7 separate regions of the Mus musculus genome follow, and regions 1, 3, 4, 5, 6 and 7 are each linked to region 2. The links are chromatin contacts, called in public promoter capture Hi-C maps. All regions are on one chromosome and are shown on one strand. The core of a region is the stretch at or near the end of the contact, and the rest is flanking DNA. Distances in the headings are between cores, read along the strand shown.

The links. Promoter capture Hi-C pulls out the DNA fragments that hold promoters and counts their contacts. Capture Hi-C pulls out chosen DNA fragments and counts their contacts.
Region 1: a contact with region 2 is called in a promoter capture Hi-C map of pre-B cells, with 4 times the contacts expected there. The contact joins the promoter of Lsm14b here to the promoter of Ythdf1 in region 2. A contact is called at or near these places in 2 of 39 promoter capture datasets (liver and pre-B cells) and 1 of 484 Hi-C or Micro-C datasets (the G1E-ER4 cell line).
Region 3: a promoter capture Hi-C map of pre-B cells shows a contact between it and region 2, with 5 times the contacts expected there. The contact joins the promoter of Ss18l1 here to the promoter of Ythdf1 in region 2. A contact is called at or near these places in 3 of 39 promoter capture datasets (liver and pre-B cells), 2 of 484 Hi-C or Micro-C datasets (CD4 T cells and the G1E-ER4 cell line), 1 of 115 datasets of contacts at active chromatin or transcription factors (memory CD8 T cells) and 1 of 9 other capture datasets (liver).
Region 4: a contact with region 2 is called in a promoter capture Hi-C map of liver, with 2.9 times the contacts expected there. The contact joins the promoter of Pcmtd2 here to the promoter of Ythdf1 in region 2. A contact is called at or near these places in 2 of 39 promoter capture datasets (embryonic stem cells and liver) and 2 of 9 other capture datasets (adipose tissue and liver).
Region 5: a contact with region 2 is called in a promoter capture Hi-C map of pre-B cells, with 5 times the contacts expected there. The contact joins the promoter of Mtg2 here to the promoter of Ythdf1 in region 2. A contact is called at or near these places in 3 of 39 promoter capture datasets (the C10 cell line, liver and pre-B cells) and 1 of 484 Hi-C or Micro-C datasets (the G1E-ER4 cell line).
Region 6: a contact with region 2 is called in a promoter capture Hi-C map of pre-B cells, with 4 times the contacts expected there. The contact joins the promoter of Hrh3 here to the promoter of Ythdf1 in region 2. A contact is called at or near these places in 4 of 39 promoter capture datasets (liver, pre-B cells and stem cell-derived epiblast-like cells) and 1 of 484 Hi-C or Micro-C datasets (regulatory T cells).
Region 7: a contact with region 2 is called in a promoter capture Hi-C map of pre-B cells, with 6 times the contacts expected there. The contact joins the promoter of Polr3k here to the promoter of Ythdf1 in region 2. A contact is called at or near these places in 4 of 39 promoter capture datasets (3T3-L1-derived adipocytes, liver and pre-B cells) and 1 of 9 other capture datasets (liver).

What each region holds. Positions count from the first base shown.
Region 1 is chr2:180,023,336-180,026,503 of GRCm38.p6, forward strand. Lsm14b (LSM family member 14B) reads left to right here and starts at 1,652. Exons shown (of 10, transcript NM_001372364.1): 1 at 1,652-1,977. The coding sequence starts at 1,851.
Region 2 is chr2:180,918,935-180,922,259 of GRCm38.p6, forward strand. It overlaps Ythdf1 (YTH N6-methyladenosine RNA binding protein 1), which reads right to left and starts at 2,002. Exons shown (of 5, transcript NM_173761.3): 1 at 1,750-2,002; 2 at 1,378-1,402; 3 at 201-280. The coding sequence starts at 1,776.
Region 3 is chr2:180,040,509-180,043,820 of GRCm38.p6, forward strand. Ss18l1 (SS18, nBAF chromatin remodeling complex subunit like 1) reads left to right here and starts at 1,975. Exons shown (of 11, transcript NM_178750.5): 1 at 1,975-2,360. The coding sequence starts at 2,292. It overlaps Psma7 (proteasome subunit alpha 7), which reads right to left and starts at 1,956. Exons shown (of 7, transcript NM_011969.2): 1 at 1,770-1,956. The coding sequence starts at 1,865.
Region 4 is chr2:181,836,402-181,839,535 of GRCm38.p6, forward strand. Pcmtd2 (protein-L-isoaspartate (D-aspartate) O-methyltransferase domain containing 2) reads left to right here and starts at 1,453. Exons shown (of 7, transcript NM_153594.3): 1 at 1,453-1,583.
Region 5 is chr2:180,068,982-180,072,019 of GRCm38.p6, forward strand. Mtg2 (mitochondrial ribosome associated GTPase 2) reads left to right here and starts at 1,612. Exons shown (of 10, transcript NM_181424.3): 1 at 1,612-1,634; 2 at 2,813-2,905. Ss18l1 (SS18, nBAF chromatin remodeling complex subunit like 1) reads left to right here. Exons shown (of 11, transcript NM_178750.5): 11 at 1-1,220.
Region 6 is chr2:180,102,368-180,105,835 of GRCm38.p6, forward strand. It overlaps Hrh3 (histamine receptor H3), which reads right to left and starts at 2,040. Exons shown (of 3, transcript NM_133849.3): 1 at 1,535-2,040; 2 at 362-528. The coding sequence starts at 1,784. It overlaps Gm46782 (a long non-coding RNA gene), which reads right to left. Exons shown (of 3, transcript XR_001783600.2): 3 at 2,153-2,687.
Region 7 is chr2:181,862,602-181,865,724 of GRCm38.p6, forward strand. Polr3k (polymerase (RNA) III (DNA directed) polypeptide K) reads left to right here and starts at 1,759. Exons shown (of 3, transcript NM_025901.3): 1 at 1,759-1,968. The coding sequence starts at 1,858.

The sequences.
Region 1 (3,168 bases), core at 402-2,901, 900 kb before region 2:
AATATGGCTGAGTTATAGTTGATCAAACAGGCTTTTCTGCCTTCTCTGCTGCTCGGTGATGGAGGCGACTCAGTGGGTCTCACAAAGTTGTGTGTGGGGCACGGAGGAGTGGTGTGGAAAAGATGCATGGCGTTTGAGGCCCAGACTAACATCTCAAAGGACTCTTCAGGCTCACCAGCAATTCACCCACATACTATGCTTGTTTCTGCTTCTGTAAACTGGGGGAAGTCGTCCCACTATGGGTGTCTAGTGTGGTGGCTCATTCTCAAAATTTTGGCACATCAGAAGACTGAGGCAGGAGGTTAGAGACCAGTTTGGGCTGCACAGTCAGTTCCCCGCCAACCTGAGCTAAGAGTAAGACAGACCCCTGTCACAACTAAAACTAAAACTAAAAGAAAACAAAAAACAAAAAAACAAAACAAAAAACAGGCTCAGCAAGATGGCTCAGCGGGTAAATGCATTTGCTGCTAAGTGTGACCCCCTGAATACCCATTTCCGGGACCCATATGCTTCCAGGAAGCAGAGAACTCCTAACTGTCCTCTGGCCTCTACACATGTTGTGACATATGCACACACGGACACACATGCACATGCACCGAATAAGAAAATATTAAAATTTAAAATTGTTCACAACTATTCCCAGCATCCTCCGGCAGTGGTGGTAAGTTGATGTCACTACAGTAAGAAGTACGTTTTATGGCTCACATTTAAGAGAAATTGTTTCACAAAACAGTACTTGTTTTCACTATATGGGATGTTCCCTTATCTCCTCTTTCATTCTATTTCACGTTTATAAAATGCCAATCGCCACCAAATTTCTCATAGTAACTAATATTGGGCTCTAATCTGATGGTGGAGACTAACTGTAAATTAGCATGCGCTCATACATACAAAGTTACCCGCTATGCATGATGCGGAGTCAGCAACGCAAGAATGGGAAGCGATTTAGGGGGAAATCTCCCAATTTTATACTGCGGGCTGGGCTTTGGGCCGCAGTCTGAGGACGCGCGCACGCGGGCGGGAGTCACCCAAAACAGTCAGGGCTTATTTTAGGGATATCAGGCTTGGGAGCGCAGGGCTGCCCCGAGCTCCCCCTGCACTTTCTATTTCAGGGTCGCCCCCGCCGTGAGCGCTGCAGAACTGAGCAGCACCCGCCTGCCGGTTCCTTAGCCCCGGGGAGCAAGCGGGACTGAAGACGCACCTGGCCCGGCGCTGTCGGGGTCCAGCTCCAACAAACAAGAAAGGAAGACTGACAACTCCGCCCTATTAACACCTGGGCCAGAAGGGTGCCAGCGGCACGCGCGGAGGGAGGAGCCTGGCGCTCTTCCAGGTCCAGCCCCCGCCCCGCCCCCGAGTTTGCAAACAGTGGCCTCCCGCCTGCCCCGCGCACGCGCGCTTCGCCCCGCCCGCTCAGTCTCAGGCCCCGAAGCGGTGAGCGAGGCCCGCCGGGAACCGGCTGGGAAGACCCGGAGAGGCAGGTCCCCGGCCGGCAGCTTCCAAATGCGCAGGCGCGGCCCCGCCCACCGCCTGCGGCGCGGCCATATTTAAAGGGAGCCGGCAGCGAGGAGCCAATAGGCTGCGAGCGTACGGGGGCGGCGCGCGGTGGCGGGAGGCCCCGGATGTGGCTGCGGCGGCGCTCCTCCCCCGCTCCCTTCAGACTCGGGCTAAGCGCCTCGCTCTGCTCCCTCTCCGGTTCGCTCGTGGCCCGCAGGCCCCTAGGCGCGGCAGGAGGCGCCTCGGAGGCGGCGGCGCGGAGCTGCGCAGGAGTGGGAGGCCAGGCCACCGCGCGGCAGCGGAGCGGGCGGGGCCCGGCGCTGGTCCCCCGCGCCCTGCGCGCCCCGGCCGCCGCCATGAGCGGCTCGTCCGGCACCCCGTATCTGGGCAGCAAGATCAGCCTCATCTCCAAGGCGCAGATCCGCTATGAGGGCATCCTCTACACCATCGACACCGACAACTCCACCGTGGCGCTCGCCAAAGGTAGCGGCCCGCCGCCGCCGCGCGCCCAACTGACGCCCCAACAGCTCGCCGCCCCGCGCCTGCCCGCACAATGGTGTTCCCCGCTTCGGCGGGGGCTGTGGGAGGAGCGGACCAGGATCCTGCCGGTGTCGGGGGGTGGGGCGGCTTTGAAGCCGTGGACCTCCCCACCTGCGAGACGCCCTCGCGGGGCGAGACGCGCGCCGAGGCGGGGGGCCCGGGTCCGGCGCGCTCTCCTTGGAACCCCTTGGTAGCCACCGCCCGTCGAGTCGCGGTGCAGCCTCTCGCCGAGCTAGGGCGTCGGTTGAACTGCGGCTGTCCTGCTCTGAACTCTCCCGACCCTGTCCACTTGAGGGGTTGGTTTGATGAGAGAAGTCCAGAGTCGGTGCGCTAGTCGCGGCAGCGTGAGGGCCCAGAGCTTCTTTGTCTTCTTTCTCCGCGTTAAATGGGGCGCTTGTTTCCTTCGGCTCTCCAGAAGCGTGAGCGCCGCAGCCCGCCCGGGGTTAACGTGTTAGACCCTCGAGGGTGCAGATGGGAGGTTCGAGGCCAATCTGAAGCCAGCATGCTGCAGTCCTGGGCCATTCTCCTAAACCCTAGCCATACCTCCTATTTGAAGCGAGGCGCACAGACCCAGACTGGTGCTGCAGTGAAGGGCTCAGGGTTCCGGCTTTTTGTTCTCTTGAACTCTTCATGCTGCACTTGACGTGAGATCCCCTGTTGGAGAACCAGACCCAGAGTAGGCCCCTGTCCACAATAGGAGTTTGCTACTTAAAGCCTGCCACCAGATTCAGCTCAGCCCAGGAGTCTTGCCAAAGAGAGGTGTGCTAGCCTTCCTAGATCCATCCTGTCGAGGGTCCGTTGGGTCCAGGATTTCCTTATGAACATAGAAACTAATGTTGGGGGTCTGAGTTTGGAGATTTGTTCCCTTTGTTTCTGCAGCAACCATGGCCTGTTCTTTGTACCAGGGCTAGGGAGATTTCGTGCTTGCCTCAGAAAATCTCCTCAGCTGCAGCTTGTGATGAGGGCCTAAGGGTCCATCTGCAAAGTCAGATGTGAGAAAAGAGGTTCTACAAAGAGCTCTGCCCATCAGAGGGCTTTCACAGATTATCAGGGAACTTTGTGAAGCTTGGGATTCTACGGGAATTCTCATGTCAATTCCTGAACTACTGTCCCTTGTGGTCTTTGCCACATGGT
Region 2 (3,325 bases), core at 752-3,251:
ACAGAGAGAAAACTATCTTTAACACACAAGCACAGGCCCAACAGGAAGACCTGCACAAAGCAAATCTCAAGACCGTTCTATCATTTCTAATACTTTCGAGACTGTCTCTTTGATGTTTGGGATAGAAAAGTAGAAATATTATAGTAAATGTGTTACAAGCAAATTATTTTTAAAAAAATATGCTAATAAGATAAACTCACCGGATTGGACTGTCCAGAAAGGTAGGGCTCAAAGTCATTGTCATGAACTGCATCCTTCTGATGCAAAGAACCATTTTGTACTAGAACAAAAAGTTGCAAAATATTACCTTCAAGCTTTAAAAAAATTTACTTTTAAGCATGAAAACCTTAGTAAAGTCTATTTTCATCAGTTTTTAGCAGATATGATCTTTCAAAATGGGCACACTCTATAGAGAGCTGATGTTTACATGACTAGTTAAATGGCATTGCACAACTTTTCTTAAATTCCTTTTTTTTTAAAAGTAAAAATATAATCATAATTCGGTCAGATGTCATTTTGTTGCAACCAGACTTGGAGCCAGTTTTGTGATTTCCCTCCCCACCCCCCGCCCCAAGGTGGGACCGAACCCAGGGTTTCCCTATTCCAATCCAATACTCTACTCCAGGCAAATAGCGGACACATGCTTTAAGAGCCTAGTTATGCAGAGATCTGAGGGCAGGATGCTCAGCTGGAAAGGGCTGTAACCTAAGCTTACTATCATCTGATTCTCCACTTACTTTCCACTGTTACAGTGCACAGCCAGGAAAGGAAAGGAAAGGAATGGTAAATAAAGTGTTGGGCCTTTTCCAATCTTAAAACACGATGAGCCATATTTGGTTACACCCAAGTAACAACAACATGCACTGGTTAAAAACAGTCTTCCCAGGATTTAGTGTCACTCTGGAGTTCTCATAAGAGTTTTGGAAGTTTATTACAAGCCAGAATATCACAGGAGATAACAATAAACTTACAATGACTATAGCTAAGGATGGAGGGCAGGGCCTCCGGATCCACAGCTAGCTGGCTGACTCTCCTCCAGAGCCATCCACTACCTAGCAACAGAGGACCAGTCAGTCACTCAGACCTCTGCGAGGCCGTCTGATCACCATTTCTTTCCCCACCAGGTAACTGTTCTGGCAGGGTCAAGGGGGAAATTGCAAAATATTATCTGAACTACTCCGGGTACGCCTTTATTTTTCTAGTTCCCCTCCAATCTGTCAAGTACCCCGGAAATAGAAACTTTCATCTCCTCCAAGCTTACGGGAGGAAACTAAGTTTCAGATCCCAGGCTGGCTTGGTGGACTTTCTCTGTCCACACGGACTGGCGCTGCCCCGTTCTCCTCTCAAGTCCGGACAACTTCCCGGAACTCTCCTCACCTTTATTATCTTGTCCTTTTGTTCTCTGCATCGCCGCAGGCCAGGATATGCGGGTGGACACCACCCAGCCCGGGAAAGGAAACACAAAGTTACTATCCGAAAAGAACGCTACCCGGAGGGCGACCCGACCCCGACCGGGCCTCCAGATCTCCCACACTTTGATCACAGCCAAGCCCAGCGACCCCGCCATTGGACCCCAGAACCGTGGCCCGGCCTGGTATTCAGATCTTCGACCCGGCCTCCCTGTTCCCAGTCCGGACCCCGCACCCTAACCCCAGCTCAGCCTCCAGGTCCCCGGCGCGGCCCAGACCGCAACCTGTCTTGCCCTGTCCACGGCCTGCTCTCGTGACCGTGGTCCCGAGACGCCCCTACCTGGGGGTCCACGCTGGTGGCCGACATGCTTCATGAACAGCGCGGCGCGGGACCCGGGCGCCGCCGGCTCGGGCCTCCCACGAGGCCGGGCCTGTCACGCCGCGCGCGGCCCCGTGCCCCGCCGCCAACTCCGCGGGTGCGGCCGGGCGCGGCGGCAGCTGTAGGCACGCGGGCCGGAACAGCGGGAAGCAGCGGAAGGTAGCGGACAGGCTGAGGGGGCGCCGACTCCAATGGCGGCCGCGGCGGCTGGGACGAAGCTACGCGACGTCAGCGCGCGGGGCAGGCCGGGAGCGCCGTCGAGTCGCCACCATTGCGCCTGCGCACCGTCGCTCCTCGCCCAGGATTTCGCGCTTGGGACTCAGTCTCGCGCTGGAGGGGCGGGACCGGACCGGATGGGGCGGGGCGACTCGAGAGTCACGTGGGGCTCCTGGGGCGGCGCCTATTGGGGAGACGGTGTGAGGTTGTAGTTTAGCTACACCTGTCCCAGAGTTTTGTGGCTGCTGGGCTGGCCTCCTAGCCTGCCCCGTGACAATATGAACCTGACAGGAGTGTGCCAGAATAACCAGTATTCGCGTTAGATTCTGTACCTGATTCCATCACCCAGGGTAAAAACAAGAGGACTTTGAGGAAAGCTAGACGGCCCCCTTTGGGTTCCACGTGGGGAAAGTTCATCCGTCAAAGAGTCTCCAACAAAGAACTCACCCCATTAGCCATTTAGCCATTCACTTTCAGGCAAGCTCTTTGCTCAGTGAACCTGCTACCACACACAGACTCCTCCTCCCTGTTCCCGTCGTTAAAAAAAGTTTTATTTGAGGTTTAGAGCAATGGCTCAGTGCTCAAGACTACTTGCTGTTCTTACAAAGGACCTGGGGCTAGTTCCAACACCCACATGATGGCTTACAATTCTCCAGTCTCAGGGGTTCCAGAACTCTTTTTCTGGCATTGAATGCACGTGATGCATATATAGACAAGCAGGCACACACACACACACATAAAATAAAACAAATCTTTTGAATGTAATTTTAAAAAGATTTATTAATTTTAATCTTATGTGTATGAGTGTTTTGCCTGCATGTATGTCTATGCACTGCATGTGTGCCTGGTGCTCAAGGAGGCCAGAGGAGGGTGTCAGATACCCCAGAACTGGAGTTATAGATGGTTCAGACCCCAAAGTGGATGCTGAGAATTGAACCTAGATTCTCTAAAAGAGCAGTAAATGCTCTTATACCTTGACCCTGAGCCATCTCTCCAGCCCCTTTAAAATAAATGTTATTTGTATGAGTGTTTTGCTTGCATGTATATATGTGCACTATAGGTGCACTTGGTGAATGTGAAGGGTCAGAAAAGGTGTCTGATAGCCTGGAACTGGAATAACAGGCAAATTTGTGACCTATCATGTGATTGCAAGAACATTGCTAGGGACCAAACCCCAGATGCATCCACACATCCCTTCTGGGGCATGTTTGGTCCCTGGATTTGTTGTAGTAAATGTCCTAGCTTCTGATGCACATCATCAATAGGAGGACACCAGAGCGAGGCACATGCAGGTGGATCACTGGGTTGAAGGGCACAGCTG
Region 3 (3,312 bases), core at 725-3,224, 880 kb before region 2:
AGAAACAAATGTAGCAATCCCGGAAAGGGTGGTTGGGTAGAGGGCACCGCCCCTTGCCAGCTCCCTCTGATGTGGAACAGGATTCCCGGGCCCAGACCTCCAGATACCAGGAACCTCCCACAAGGCTCACCAAGGGCCTGGAGTGATTTCACACGTTCCTTCTGTGTTGATTCCTGTGACCTACAGGATCCAAAGCTAGCTGGATGCAGCAGGCAGCTGCCAGTTGGGAGCACTGGAGACAGGCACCCCAGATTCTAGAACATTCCTACTGAATGCGTGGAGCCCAGAGGTCTATACACTGGTGTCTTCCTCAACCCTTCTCCAACGTCAAAAGCAGTTTTACTTTTAAGTATGTTGTGTCTGTGCCTCTGAGTACAGCTGCCCATGGAGGCCAGAGGTGCTGGAGCCCTTGGAGCTTAAGTGTAAGGCAGTTTTGATCCTTAGAATCTGGGTGCTGGAAACTAAATTCAGTACTCTTCAAGAACAGATCTGCACCCTTCAACTGCCAAATCATCTCTCCAGCCCTCCAACTTGTTTTTTGAGATAGGGTCTCACACTGAACCTGAAGCTCACAGATTCTGCTACACTTACTGATCAGCAAGCCCAGTGTATCCTCCTGCCTCTGCCTCCCAGACTGGGATTCCAGGCATGTCACCAGGTGCAGTGCAGGGAGCCACCTCACTGGCCTCACAGGTTTTTCTTTTGTTAGACGGTTTCTCACTAGCTGTATCTCTTGGGTTTGGAGTGATGGCTCAGCGGCTGCTCTTCCACAGGACCCCAGGTTCAATTCCCAGCACCCATATGGCAACTCTAGTTCCAGGGAATCTGACACTCTCACACAGATATATACATATAGACAAACGGCCAAACGCACATAAAAATAACTTTTAAAATAATAAATTAATAATGCACACACACAACCACAAAGAGTCTTTATAGTTTTAGAAGTCTTTAGGGTCTCTAGATTTAGAAGCCCAGGCTGGCTTTGTACTTGTGAGATTTTTCGAGCCTCAACCTTCTAAATGCCAGGATTATACAGGCCTGCACTTCCAAGCCCTGTCATTCCAGAGTTCTTGGGTGGATTGGGTCACCAAAAGCTTTGGGGTTTTAGTTTCAAGGAGATAAAATACCTGGGAAATGTAAGCGTTTCAAGACTCGGAACCACGTGTGTTCCGGAAGATCCGGTGACTCGGGAAAAACAAAAACCAAAACTAAAACTGTCTCACTGCTGGCGCTTACAGGTGTGGGGAGTCCTTTTCCAAACAGTGCTAAGGACTGAACAAAACTGGGGCGCGGTGAGAAGGGCCCACCGGAACCAGAACACGGCGTCGGTGGCGCATGCGGACCCGGAAGCAGCCTGTCACCATCGCAGGGCCGACGAATCGCCCTTTGTTCACAACGCCCACCTGGGCCTAGCTCGCAGATCCCCAAGTCCCCGCCGGCGCCGGCTACAGCCAGCCTCCCGCCGCCCGCGCGCACCTGCGGCCTCCGCCGTCCGCGCCGCGCGCACAGCACCAAGATGGCCCCGGCCCAGCCCCGGGGATGCGCTCGCCTAGATGCTCCGCAGTGGGGAAGCCAGAAAAAATCGCCCGGCTCTCCGGGAAGCGCGGCGCGGTCCCCGCGACCTGGTGCCCTTCCTACGTCGTCACCATTCAGCTCCCGTCACCTCCTGGTCCACCCGCCGCCAGCAGATAGCGCGGCCCCCGCGCCCAGGTCTGCGTGCCCCGCTTCCTTTTGCACCCCGTCGCTCAGGCCCCGGGCCGGCTCACCGCGGTGGAGCCCTTTTTGACCGCCTCCTGCGCGTACTCCACTTGGAAGAGGTGGCCGTCGGGCGAGAAGACGGTGATGGCGCGGTCGTAGCTCATCACTGCGGACGCACTAGCTCGGGCCGCCGCCGCTCAAAAGCGCACACTCACCGTCAGCGCCCCGCCCTCCCGGGCCACGCTGCTGGCGTCTGGCGTCAGGGGGACGTGCGGCACGGCGGGGCGGGGCAGGGCGGGCGGAACCACCGAAGCTCAGCACAGGGGGCGGTGTACCGGCTACCGGCTGGACGAAGAGCGCAGGCCGGGTGCAGGGGGCCTCCGCGCGGTATCCTGACCTGGGAGGCAGTCGCGTAAGGCGTGGGGACGCGGGGGACTCGAGCGCGCATTGGCGACAGGCAGGCGGGCGAGCCCACGGCACCGCGCCCCCCGTGTCCCCGCCCCCGCTCTGCGGAGAATGGGCACCTCGGGCCGCGGGGCGCAGCCGGAGAATAAACCCCAATGATCACGGGCTGAGTCCGCGCCACCACCATGTCCGTGGCCTTCGCGTCGGCGCGGCCGAGAGGCAAAGGGGAGGTCACTCAGCAGACCATCCAGAAGGTGGGCATGGCCGAGGGGGTACAGAGTGCGGGTGGGCGCGGGGCACGAACAAAGCCGGGGCACAGCCCGCCGCACGGAGCCCTGACGGCGGCTCCCCGCGCCCCCAGGAAAGCCTGCGCCAACTTTGCTGGAGGCACTGGCAGCGGGGGCCCGGCGGCCGCAGGGGGTGGGGACCCCGGAGCGCGTTGCGCGTTCTTCTCCCAGAGCGCCCCAGGCAGCAGACGCAACAGAGCGAGACGCCAGGGCCCGCGGCCCCTCCAGCCGGGGCGGGGGCTTGTCGCGCTCTGCTGACAGCCGTGGTAGCGACGGTCGCGCGCCTTTGCGCGATGCTTGGCGAGTGGAGAAGGGGGAGCAGGCAGCCTGGAGGCGCGCCGCTGCGGCGAGCTGGCCGCTCTTGTGAGGTACTGCGGTGCCCTGCACAAAGGAACGCATCCAAAGTGTGCGTGCCATTTCCAGAGCCCGCACCGCTGTCCAGAGCTTGCTGCACGCGGCGGACTTGAGGCTAGCGCAGCCCCGCCCCCGCTCGGGCCACTGGGTATCCGCGAGCCTCGCCTTCTGCACCCTGGCTTCAGACACCGCAGGTTTGTCCTGCAGTCTCTCAGTTTCATCCTTTAGTTTGGGCCAGTTTCTCAGAGAAGGCGTTTGCGTGGGTGTGTGGACGTCTTTAACAAAAGGAAGCTTTAAGTTTTGGCTTGGACACTTTAGCTTCTTACTGTTTGCCTTCGCGGTTCCAGGCATCTTTCTTACGCGATGGCTTTTCCTAATTCTGGTTCCTTTTACAGAATTCTTGAATTCTTTTGAGCCAGTTAGTTCCCAAAGGAAATTGGCCTCTCTACTCCCTCAGAGGCTTGTGGGGATTTTCTTCGCTTGTCGCCTGTTTCCCAGATCACCCTTGCTATCCTCCTTAGGAACATAATGGTTATCACTGTTGGCAAGTCCTAGTTAGCAGGGG
Region 4 (3,134 bases), core at 203-2,702, 920 kb after region 2:
TATTGCTCATTCCCACCAGCAATGAAAGTGATGTGCTGCTGTTGCTCTACATCCTCACCAGTATTTGGTGAATTATAGATTTTATAAATTTTGGCTATTCTAATAGGTGTGTATTGATATCTCATTGTTTTATAAATCTGCATCACCTAATGACAAATTATGTTGATATGTTCATATGCTCATTTGCCATCTGTATATTTCCTTTGCTGAGTCATATGTTCATAGCTTTTTCCCGTTTCTATTTGTGCTGTTTATTTTCTTATTGTTGAGTTTTAAGGATTTTTAGAAATCCTTTATCAGATATGTGTTTTGGGAATATTGTTTTTCAGTCTATGTCTTACCTTTTTATTCTTCTGACAGTATATTTTACAGAGAAATGATGCCAGTGTTAAAAAGATATATTTTACCTTTAAGTGTGTGTGTGTGTGTGTGTGTGTGTGTGTGTGTGTGCACATGCCTGAGTGCCTGCAAAGGCCAAGTGTCTTGGGTACTGGAAATCAAATTTGGAAGAGCTATGTCTCTATTATTTTTACACGTGGATGTCTAATTATTCCAGCATCTTTTGTTGAAAAGACCAGCACTCCTCCATTGAATTGTATTTGTTCTCTTATCAAAGGTGAGTTTACTATATTTGTATAGCTCTAACCTAAGTTTTGTATTTGATAGCATCAATTTATTTCCCCCATATGACTCTTGATTACTGTAATTTTAATAGTAAGTCATGAAATCAGATGTTGTTAGGCCTATACTTTTGTTTTGTTTTGTTTTTGATCAATATTGTGTTATCTAGTTCGGGTCTTTAGCCTTCCCACGCAAACTTTAAAAAATAGTAGAATCATTTTCTCCTCATTCGTACCACAATCAACTGCAGGTTGAGTGACTTTCTTACAGCTATTGACTCAGGCGTCCAGACTCCTTCCTTCTTGACACTACTTCCTTCAACATGTACCCTCCAAGCAGTATAGAGGAGATGTGCAATCCCAATGAAATAGAACAAAAACTCAGAACAATCTTGAAAGGTAGCCCTAAAGATCACTTAGACTTTGGTCTATTTTGTAGGTTTCTTAGAAGTGGCCAGAACTGCTGGTTCAAGGTTCAAGTGTGCAGATGGCCATCCCCTGGACCAGGTAGCCTGGCAGGGTCAGGGCCGGCAGTCATTTGTGTTGTAACTCCTGCAGGAGAGTGGACCCAATCTATCACTCTTGTTTCTTAACTCCTGCCTTTTCTACTGTGGGGGCTTTGTCCTTGAGTGGACATAAGCAGGCAAAATGCCCTTCTCCCGTCGACACGCCAGCATCTTCTCATATCATTAGGCCGGGATATGCTCGGAGACCACCTAGTGACTGACCAATCAGGCAGGGACACACTTAACTCAAACCAGTGGGTGGAAAGTGGCAGGCTCGTGGGCTGTGCCGTTGCCCCTTTAAGAGTGTCCTCCAACCGCACATGCTCAGTTCAGGTAGAGCCCGCGCACGCGCAGAGGTAGCAGCGGATGTTTACAGCGGCTGAGGTCCGTCCGAAGCGACAGAAGCGTCTGAAGAACTGCTCTCCGAGACTCAATACGGGGGCTGCTGAGCGCCGAGGTAGAGCCGTCTCTGCCCCTCGGCCCTTCCCTCCATATCCCTTCTCCAGCTCTGGTTACCCGTTCCCCAGCGTCCGTGTATCTTACCATCTCCGAGAGTTTCGAACCCCAGCGCCTGTCACCCCCGCCCCCCCATCTCCCTGCCCAGCACCTCCCTCCCCTCCAGCGTGCCCCCCCACCCCCCGCCTGTTGCTAATTCTGGGATCTGATTGCTCTAGTTCTACAACCTATTTCTAATTAAGTAGGAAATGTTTGCAATTAGCTCAAGGGCAAGTCGGGCATTGACCATGATTGAAACAAATTATACCTAGGGTGGATATTGGGAAGAAGGCAGAGTATCCTACAGAGGAGAAAAAAAAGACCCCTTTGGGGAAAGATCTAAAGTAGCTGGAGAGAACCCCTGGGGCCTGGACCCTTTGTTTCTTTATTAGGCCTGTGCCTCTGCCATCAACTCCGTCATCTTGAGTATCTGCCCTCTGCTCTCTTGGGCCCTGCACTGTTGTTCTCTGTTCTTATTGAAGACATTGCTAAAGTGGGCTCCATTACGTCTGGTAGGTTGTCTCTAGAACGAGGTATTTAAGAGGCTCAGCACTGATTATATATAAAGGGAATTGAAGTGGGCCCTCTTGAGGTGGTGGCATTTGGTCTCTCCTTTTGCCCTGGCTTTTCTCCATCCTCCTCTGAGACCTTGCTGGGAGACTTGGGAGAAGGGACTCATTTTTCTTTTTTTCTTTTCTTTTCTTTTTTTTTTTAATTTCGGTTAGTCCCAAAGCTTTTCCACGCACGAAACAGTAGGAATTGTCCCTAGTCAGTACATACTACTGGTCAGCTTTCATTCAGATGCAGACCACAAGTGATATGCATTTGAGGCACACCCTCCAAGAGTTCTGGTTTTCAAGACAAGAAGCCTTGGCTATTTTCCTCGTTCTGCTGGCAGGATGATGGTTTAGAATACATGTTCCTAGCAAGGTATCCCCTAAGAAAGTGACATCCACTTGACTGTGGGCCAGCTGTCGCAGTTTTTTCAAACGCAGTATAGATATGAAACAGGGTTCTTTAGTCCAGCTTCACTTGTGTTGTTGTTGTCCACTTGGGGTCCTGTGCTGCTCAGTTTTTTTCCTATGCCCTTTTCTTCTGTTGGCCTGTGCTAATCAGTTCTGAATGGGAACTGTAATAAGCATTACAGCAAGTAGCAAAGTGTGTATCGTAGGGTAGTAAAGGAAGGACAATCTCCTAAAAAATAGTTCTTTGCTTTCAGTTGGAATCTACTGCACTGCATTCTTGTGCAGTGATACTGTTTGGTTTGGAGAGAGTATTTTCAAGTATGTTTTAGGGCTTTCTTTCTTTCTTTTGACATGGTGACTGATCACATCTATCTCAGCAGCAAGTAGTGATGCTTCTATGCAAGGCAATATTAGATTGTCAGACAAAGCTAATACTAAGTACCACACTCTATCATTATTCACCCACTCTCCACCAAAAGCAATTGATAGGGCTACCTTGGTGTTCTGTGTAGTCTAGAGAATGATCTACAATAGTCACACTTTCTGTT
Region 5 (3,038 bases), core at 362-2,861, 850 kb before region 2:
CATTCTCCCTCTCCTTGGGACCATTATCAACAACCATGGGCATATGTGTCTCATAGGCACAGGGTTTAGGAAACACACAGGCAAGGGCTGACTACATGACGGCTTTAACTTTACAGAAACAAGTTTCTGATCGCTACATGGCAGAAGTATTAGCAACTTGATTTTAGGGACTCATCATCTCTTTAGCTCCTTCCCTTTCTGGCAATTTTTATAAAACTAGCCTACAAGCTCACTTGGGGGCTAAATATCCCATTGAAAATGTCGAAACATTTTAAGTAACTGTGAAATGGTTTTTATTCCTTGCCAATCTGGGAATATGCCTTTTATGTATGCATACATGTGCAAGTGTGTACGTGTGTGTGTGTGTGTGTGTGTGTATGTATGTGTGTGTATGTGTGTATATATATGTGTGTATGTTAAAGTGCTGTATTAGTGTGTATGTGTGTGTGTATATGTAAAGTGCTGTGTTAGTGTGTGTTAATACTTTTTGAAAGAAAAGAACACTTAAAATATGTATCACCCCAAAAGTTCAATTTGAAATGTCTTACATTAAGAATTTCTTGAATGTTGTGTATATATTTTTAAAAGCACTTTGTGAAATAGTTTGTACATTTATTTCCTAATTTATACCTGATTTTGGTGTTAATATATTTAATGATTAATATTGTTTATTTAATGTTTTATTGATTTTTATGTAATTTTGTGGGGGAAAGTGATGCCAGTCTTTTTCATTGCCTGTATTATAGCTTTTCTTCTGTAACATGAATGTTTGAAAAGTCCTAGGCTGAAATGAACCCTTCGTGCAGGTGTGGTTGACTGTGTTTTGTTTTCAATGGTTCCTCCTACTGAAGGCCAGAAAAGATGCAAAGGGAGATTTGGAAATCGCTGCTCATTCTTCCTCCTGTTTCCCAGCATCCGTTCAATACTTGGTGAACTTGACCACTGAGGACTGGGGTTTTCAGATGTGCTGACCACTACGCGCTGCGCTTGTCAGGGGCTATGGGTGGATGGACATCTCTGCAGACTTAGCATATAGCACAGTGGGAGATGGGAGATGTCCGCAGAGGCACTGGGCAGACACAGGCCTGGCCCAGAAAGGAGGTGTTTTCCTTTCCTGTTGTACCTGTTCTCAGACGTGGGCTTCAGTGACTGAGTGTCCGTTCAAACTTGTAAAAAGAGGAAGACTTTCCATTTCCATTAAAACACTTTTTTAGCCATTACCTCATTTCTGTTTATTGAGCATGTTACGTCTGTCTTGTTATTTGTGAACGAAGTACAGTTTTTAAACACCCTATCATTTTCACCCTTGTTTGGTTGGTTGGTTAGACGGAGGCGCACTGTACAAACCTATGTGACTCTCAGACATTCCCGGCCTCTTTTTCCCGAGACTGGAATTAAAAGCGTGCGACCCGGCACCTGGCTTTTTCCTGGTTTTGTGAGACAGGATCACTGTGTGTCTCAGGCTGGGCAGGAATTCACGGCGATCCTTCTGCTCAGCTTCCTTGGTGCCCAGACTTTGGCTTTGGAGCCACAGAGACCACGGGATTCGGGGGGCGGTGCCTCGCCTTCCGGTTTGCTGCTGCACTGCGCGTGCGCGGCCAGAGCCCGACCCGGAACCAGTCGAGCGAGCGGAGGTGGGAGCTGTCGGGAGCGGGTGGGTGCGGGCGGCATTGCACGGGTGTGCGTTCTCCGGCGGCAGGCGGCGGGCGGGATGACTGGGCGGGATCTCTCTCTGTGTGCGGTGGCTCTAATGAGGAGAGCCCGTCCGGCCTGATCGCCGTAAAGTTGGTTTCTGAAAGACTCGCTCTCGCCTTAGCTTGAGCGTGATGGCGCACGCTTGTAAGCGCAGCTTCCCAGATGAGACAGGTGGATTTCTAGGAGTTCGAGGCCCGCCTAGGCCACATAGTGAGACCATGAACAGAAAACAATGGCAGAAACGTCCCCTTGCCCAGCTCTTTTGGAAAGCCTTTATGGATGCGCTACTAGGGTAGAGGCTCACCTGTTAAGATGCAGGCGCCGCAGTGTGTCGCCTAACTATGGGCAGTTGAGTCTTCCTGAGTCCCCGCCTCCGCGGCTTTGTAGAGGCATTCTTTTAAAGATGAGGTAAAGAAGCATTCTGCACACTAAGGATCGGTAGAGATGCGCCTGGGGTGCGAGCAAATGGCCTTGTTCCTACTCAGAAATCTAAAGGACCAGCATGGAACAGTTTCGGAGCTGTCGGGAGGTTTCCCTGCCTGCATGTGAACCAGTCTGGGACCTTGAGTGCTGGGTCGGGGATTGGGTGGGAGGTGGCAGCTGTCCCTCCAGTCAGTCTGTCCCACAAGGCCCCATAGGGCAGGCACCCAGACAGCAGCGTTGTTGAACGCGTGCTTTATTTTGTTTTTGAGACAGGCTCTCCCTTGCTGGCCTGGCACCCAGATGCCTGTCTGGCTTCCGGAGTGCATCTGCCACCGCACACAGCAGGAACACTTACCCCCACCCCCGTGAATGGCATATAATTAAGTAAAAACCATGTAATGTGAGTTGTCAGGTGACAAAATGATACTCCAGTTTCTAAATGTTTTCCACATGAAGAACGAAGTAGATCACAAACATATGTAATGAAGTGTAAAAGTATGTAGCAGAAACAGTAATGCCCGCGTGGGATTTAATATCCGGTAGCAAAGTGAAAATGGAATGCTTAGAATTAAGTTAGTTAACTGTGAATACTGTTAACCAATTGTGCTTAGCCTATAAAAGAATAACACTGAAGAAATGAAAACATTCCTCAAGAATGCTTTTTTTTTTCCCCCTTTCTCTTTTTTTAAGACAGGTTTGCATGTGTCTGGCTCCCTGGCTGGCCTTGAACTTGCTAAGTAGTAGAAGATGACCTTGAACTTCTGACCTTCCTACCTCCACCTCCTGAGTAAGTGGTGGCATGCCTGGATTATGTGATTCCAGGGGTCAACCCCAGGGCTTTGTGCATGCTAGGTCGGTAGGCATTCTACCAACTGAGCTACACCCCTCTTCCACAGTGCTTTCTTCTTTCTCATTGAAGA
Region 6 (3,468 bases), core at 790-3,289, 820 kb before region 2:
TCTTACAACAGCCATTTAGGGGAGCGTGTGCAGTTAGGGACTGCGGCTTCCTGGTGTTATGTGAGCACGCCTTCATGCACACAAAAGTGGGAAGGATGAAGACCCTCCTTCAGTTCCAGGAATCCTGTACCTGTCCAGGATAGAGGATGGACCCTGACACCCCTTTCTGCAATAGTATGGAATTCCAAGCCAACCTCCTGCCTCATGCTAGTACTACTACTGGCAGCCAACGGTCACAGAAAAATGGCCCACCGGTCAAAAGGGAGCAAGACCATCTGCCTATAACTCAGGAGCAGCCATACCCTGTCCAGTGCTCTCCGACACACAGGGTAAACTCTAATGCCCACATCCCAGAACTCACAGCTCGAGTGACTGACAGGAATCGGTCATAGCTGATCAGCACGATGTTGAAGACTGAGGAGGCACACAGTAGGTAGTCTACCACCAGCCACAGCTTGCAGAGGCCCCGGCCAAAGGTCCAACGGCCGGTCAGCACATAGGGTACATACAATGGGATGCAGAAGGCACCTATAGGAAAGCAGCTGTGGTGGGACCATGGCTCAAGAGCTGGGGTCAGACTGACCACATAGAGAAAGGGCAGAGCCTGGCCTTCATAGGGTAGCCACCTTTCTAGGGCTAGTACTATATCTTATTTATCCTCCTAGTCACCCTGTCCCCCTACAACTGAGCAGCTGCCATCCTCCAGCCCATCAATGTCTTCTGGACCTGGTGGCAGGAGGAAGGACCTCCACATAGGGACCTCTGAACACAAAACCTGGGCTTCTGCCAGCCCCACCAACCGCCAAAAGAGGAAAATGGGATATATGTCCTCCCTGGCTTGATTGGCTCTGGAGCCGATCATCCATCTCTACCCTGGCTGTTGGACAGCCTCCCTTCTCAGCTTAAAAACCGAGAAAGCTTTTCTCTTGGCTTAAAGGGTTCTTGGCTGCAGCCGCGCCAGCCGCTCTCACCGCCCAAACCGGCTTCCAGCGTCTGGGAGACGCAGCAGCTCGCAGCCCCAACAGGTGTCTGGCGCTCCGGCCCCCACCGCGAGCCCCGCCCCCCCTCCCCCAGTTGGGAGCAGAGCTTGGACACGTGAGAACGAGCTCCTCGGAGCATTTCCCTCATCTCACCCCCCGCCTTCCCTACGGTCCCCTTCCCCAGCACACCTCCCCAAATCCCCCTTCCATGTCCCCTCCCCCCCAGCGTCCTCCCAGCATCCTGAGTCCGGCGCCGCTGCCTTTGTTTGGTTCGGCGCAGGAGCCAACGCTGCACCGGCGGTCGCTGCGCCTTGCGCCTTGCTGAGCGCCCGCCGGCTGGGGCAGCCTCCCCGGGGACATCCCTACCTAGCCCCCGTCTTGCGGCCCGGGAGGCGAGGAACTTCTCCCGCGCCCACCATCCTAAGGTTTCTAGAGCTCCTCTCCCAAGGCCGAACCCCTGAGAAGCCACCCCAGGTCGAAGCGCCAAGCCCCATTGCCCAGCCCGGGCTCCGCGCCCCTGGACTCTGGCAGCGGACAGGGTCTGGGGGCTTTACCCACGAGGAAGTCGGAGATGGCGAGGTTGAGCAGAAAGAAGTTGTTCTGGGTGCGGAGGCTCGAATCCGCCACGAAGGCGAGCATGACCAGCGCGTTGCCCAGCACTGTGGCCACGATGAGCAGCGCCATGAGCGCAGCCAGGACAGCGGTCCAGGCAGCCGAGAAGCCGCGCGCCCCGCCTGCAGCCGCCGCCTCTCCGGCCAGAGCGCCCGACGCGTTCATCAGCCCGTCGGGCGGCGCGCGCTCCATGGCCCAGCAGGCTCACAGGGCTCGGGGACACTGGGCAGGGCAGGGGCCGAGTGCTGGGTGGCCGGGCGGGGCCCCTGCTCTTGAGCCTAATCTTTGCCGGCTCTTCACCCAGCCCGGTTTTCCGGGGGGCGCCCGGAGCATGGTCCGCGGGACCGGAGCGAGAGCCGAGTCTGGAGTCCGGGAGGGTGATGCAGAGGGGGCTGGTATCGGAATCTGAGCAGAGTGGGGCGGGCTGCGCGGCTGCTGCAGCGAGAGCAAAGCCGAGCTCCAGCCGCCCGCGGCGCGTCGGTGCACCCCTAGCTCAGCGCGCAGCCAAGTGCGCCCCGCGATCGGCCCGCCGCCCCCCGCGCCCCGCGCAGAGCCCCCGCCATTGGCTGGCGCCCTCGCCCCGCCTCCGTCCCGCCTCCGCCCCGCCCGGCGCGGGCAGCACCACGGACAGCGCCGCGTGCCCGCCGGCCGACTAGAACCCCTGCCCCGGTGCGCACCGTGGCTGGCGGAGAGCCCGACTCGGGCAATAACCAGCTACAGGGCTGGGACCATGTCTGAGGTCGCACCTAGAAGCTGGTCCCTTGGCTATCCGTTCGCCCTCGTGCCCTCGCCCCTGGTGACCCCTGCCCGACCCTTGTCCGTAGCTCCTAAGCTTGTCAGGACCTAGGACACTGCCCGGGTGGGGTGGAGAATGGCTGCCCCGCAGCTCTAGGGAACTTGCGCCTCAGGACTCCCTTTCGCATCTTGCTTTGGGCAAGTAGGTTTCTGGGGTAAGAGATGTCCAAAGAAAGATTGGGGAGGGGTCCCTGAAAGTGATGCCGGGAACAGGGGTTCTCTCCAGCCTCATATGCACAGAACTGTGGGGTCTCAATCTCCACGTGGTTAGACAGAGCTCAGAACAGGGTCCAGGGTGACCTGCAAGGCACACACAGATGTGGAGTTACATAAGGGAAGAACGAGCCTGAGCGGACCCAGCCCAGAGCTGAGAACATTCACCCAGAACTCAGCGGCAGTGGGTGGAGGGGCGACCCACAAAGCAGCTTGGTTCGGGCCACGAATGCCCCCTGAGATACCTTAGTGGGGTGGTCACTGCTGCAGGGGACAGGTGAGGTCACTGAGTTCTGGGTGCAGCCGGGGTGGTGGCAGCTGCGTTAGTGCCTGTGGGAGGGGGAGGAGGAAAGCCGCCGGCCCCCCTTCTCTGACACAGATACTGGAGGTCAAGGACAGAGTCAGCAGCAGAGGCTCCCTGAAGACAGACAGACACACCCACGCTCTGACACACAGACATTCACATTCAGGGAAACAGCCACCCAGCATCAGGCTGGGACCCACGAATAGTCAGACAGCAGACAGACAGAGAACAGTGCCCGAGGGAGAGGGGAAGCAGTGACTGTCCTCTGTCACCAACAGCACACATCAGTGGATGCCTCAAAGTGGACAGAAATGTAGACGGTATGAGTGTGGGGGAGGGGGACCCCAGGCACCGCTTCAAGCACCCCACACTGACAGCCAGAGGCTGGTCATGTGAGGACCTGCCCCTCCCCCACCCCAAGTGGTTCTCTGAGAACTTTGGGCAGTGGGGACTGGCATTTCTCTGTTCCAGCCTTGGGGATGCTGGCAAAGAGGAGCCTCTACCCCAAGCCCATAGTCTCAGCCCCCCAAAGGCACCCTGGAAGCTTCTATGGGGGAGGGGTAA
Region 7 (3,123 bases), core at 509-3,008, 940 kb after region 2:
AGCTCCTACACAACATCTGACAGAGCTCTTAACACTGAGTGAATCTTCTAGCCCAAAGTTCCAAAGTCCTTCCACAGTCCTCCCCAAAACATGGTCAGGCTGTCACAGGAATACCCCACTCTGCTGGTACCAATTTGCCTTAGTCAGGGTTTCTATTCCTGCACAAACATCATGACCAAGAAGCAAATTGGGGAGGAAAGGGTTTATTTGCCTTACATTTCCACACTGCCGTTCATCACCAAGGAAGTCAGGACTGGAACTCAAGCAGGTCAGGAAGCAGGAGCTGATGCAGAAGCCATGGAGGGATGCTCTTTACTGGCTTGCTTCCCCTGGCTTGCTCAGCCTGCTCTCTTATAGAACCAAGACTACCAGCCCAGAGATGGTCCCACCCACAAGGGGCCTTTCCCCCTTGATCACTAATTGAGAAAATGCCTTACAGTTGGATCTCATGGAGGCATTTCCCCAACTGAAGCTCCTTTTTCTGTGATAACTCCAGCTGTGTCAGGTTGACACAAAACTAGCCATAAATATTTGGCTTACATGTCAAGAGTCCATTGTTTAGGGGAGTCAATGCAGGAACTTGCTGCAGAAACAGAAGCCATTACCATGGTGGGATGCTGCTTACTGGTTTGCTCCTCATGATTTACTCAGATTCTCAGATTGCTTTTTTCTCTCTCTCCATTTTGTTCTTAGACTTACTTAAGTGTATGAGGGTTTTTGTTTGTTTGTTTTTTTTTTTTTTTGAATGCTTGTTCGTGCACCAAAGACGTGCTTGGTGCCTACGGAGGTCAGAAGAGGGCATTGGATTCTCAGGAACTGGAGGTTATGGACGTTTGTGAGCTACCATATTGGTGCTGGGAATTAAACCAGTGTTCACTATAAGAACAAGCAACAGCTGAACTATCTCTTCAGCCCCATCATTCTGCTTTCTTATATCACCCAGGACCACTGGCTTGGTGGTGACACCGCCCCCAATGGGCTAGACCCTCTCCTACCAATTTTAACTCAAGAAAATGCCCCCAGAGACTTATTTACTGGTCAATTTATGGTGACATTTTCACAATTGGGGTTCCTCTCCCTGGATATTTAGTTTGTGTATAGTTAAAGCAAACAGAAAACAACACACACATACATGTGCATGTTGCAGAATGACTGCAGAGGATTAAAGAGGCAAGGAGTTTCAAAGAAATCTGAGAAGCCAGAGCTGGGAAATATAAATGTCTATAGGAAATGAGATAAAAGAGTCAGCTGGACGTCTGTGAAAAGGAGCTGCTGGTATTTGTTACCTGCAGGGTTGAGTCTAGCTGTGTAAGTGAAAGGGCAGAATGAAACTAGGTGAAGAAATGGCCAGATGGAGGAATGGCAGGTCCAGATAGGATATCGTACGTCAGTCAGACAGCAGTTGAGACGTAGTATTAACAATGGGGACAGTGTTCCTGGGACATTTGGTTATTTTCTGTCCGTTCCGGATGAGAATATTGCGGAGCAGCATGATCCTCCTGTAACACGTCCATGGCTCGGAGTGCGGCAAGTGTCTCCTCATCACCCAGAACCTCTCACCTGGGTACTCTGGTGGTGCCAGCATTATCGGTCCAGTCCTCTTGGCGTTTCAGCTAGGGAGACGTGTGCACACGCGCAGAAACGACAGGGCTGGGCGTGCAGGCAGCATGCTATTGGCTGGATGGGAAAGGATTATCTGCGGTGACCAATGGAGTGTGCGAGGCTGCCCGCCGCAGTGCCTACTGGGAACGTCTTGAGGATCCCGGGTTGCCAGTTACGGAGCAAGTGAGACGGCTTTTGATTGGGCGCCTGCACCACGGAAGCGCCAGACAGAAGCGAGGTGTGGAAGCTGGCAGTATGCTGTTGTTCTGCCCGGGCTGCGGGAACGGACTCATTGTGGAGGAGGGGCAGCGTTGCCATCGCTTCGCCTGCAACACTTGCCCCTACGTCCATAATATCACCCGTAAGGTAAGTTCCACAGACGGGTGCCTTCTCTGCTTTCTGGGAGGCACAGCAAGCGTCGGCGCGCTCAGACCTTCCTGCAGGCTTTTGTGCTCTCGCTGCGGTGGTACCCCAAGTCCAGCAGTCGCTGCTCCAGTGGCGTCGCTCCGGCCACGTCGAAGCCCCCCCACCCCCCTCTAGCTCTCCGTTGCCCACTTTGTGATACTCCGAAAATTGTGAGAATTTTAGTTCATACCTTTTAAACCTACACTCCCCTCGTGCTGTCCTTGGCGTACCAGTCCGCGCCTCGCCTCTGATTTGAAATCCTTGGGTTCTTCTTGTGGCTCTTTTGCTCCCAGCCCCTGTCGTTATTCTAGAGAATCTTCACCATGTACGCAGTACTGTTAGGTCCTTCCTTTTGCCCGAGTCATTCTTACACAGGCACATATCACACTTATTCATTCTCCGCCTTACCCCCTACCCCCGTGTATGTGTGCATGTATGCGTCTCTGTTTCCCTCTTCCTTTCTCTCTCCCTCTCCTCTTTTAAAATAATGGCTACCTTATTTAGATTCCTGCCCTTCTGGCTGTTTGTGCATGTCTATAATTTTAGCACTTGGAGAGGCTGCGGCAGGAGAATAGGTTCAAGGCTCACCTGGGCTGCATAGCACATAGACACGCACACACACGCACGCACAGGCACAGGAAACAAACCAAACCCCAGCACTTTCAGTTTATCCACATTCCTTTTATATTTTTCACAGAATGCATTGCCTTCTAATATTTTATATCCTTGTTGCTATTTTGTGTGTGTGGTGCTTGTGTTGGAGCCCAGAAAGCTGTATTTCTAGCCCTTGGTGTTTTGTGTACCCTTCAACTCTTGTTTTGTTCCTCCTTACCTCAGTGACTGCAGGTGTGCACCACTGGGCCTTGGTGACATCTCATTCTTAATGTTTGCTCATTAGAGCTGTATGGTAGGAGTTTAGAGTCTGGATTTGTGGTAAGATGAGTTGTGACATAATTTCGAAATTAGAAGGATGCCTGATAAACTTAGGAAAGCAGCCAAAATGACCTGGGGAGTGCTGGTATACCCAGTTAAATGTCTGTCACTCCTGTTGGATTATTAGGTGTCTGAGGGGTATGAGAGAAGAGTGAGGTTTTACTAGGCTGATTTTTCTTCCTG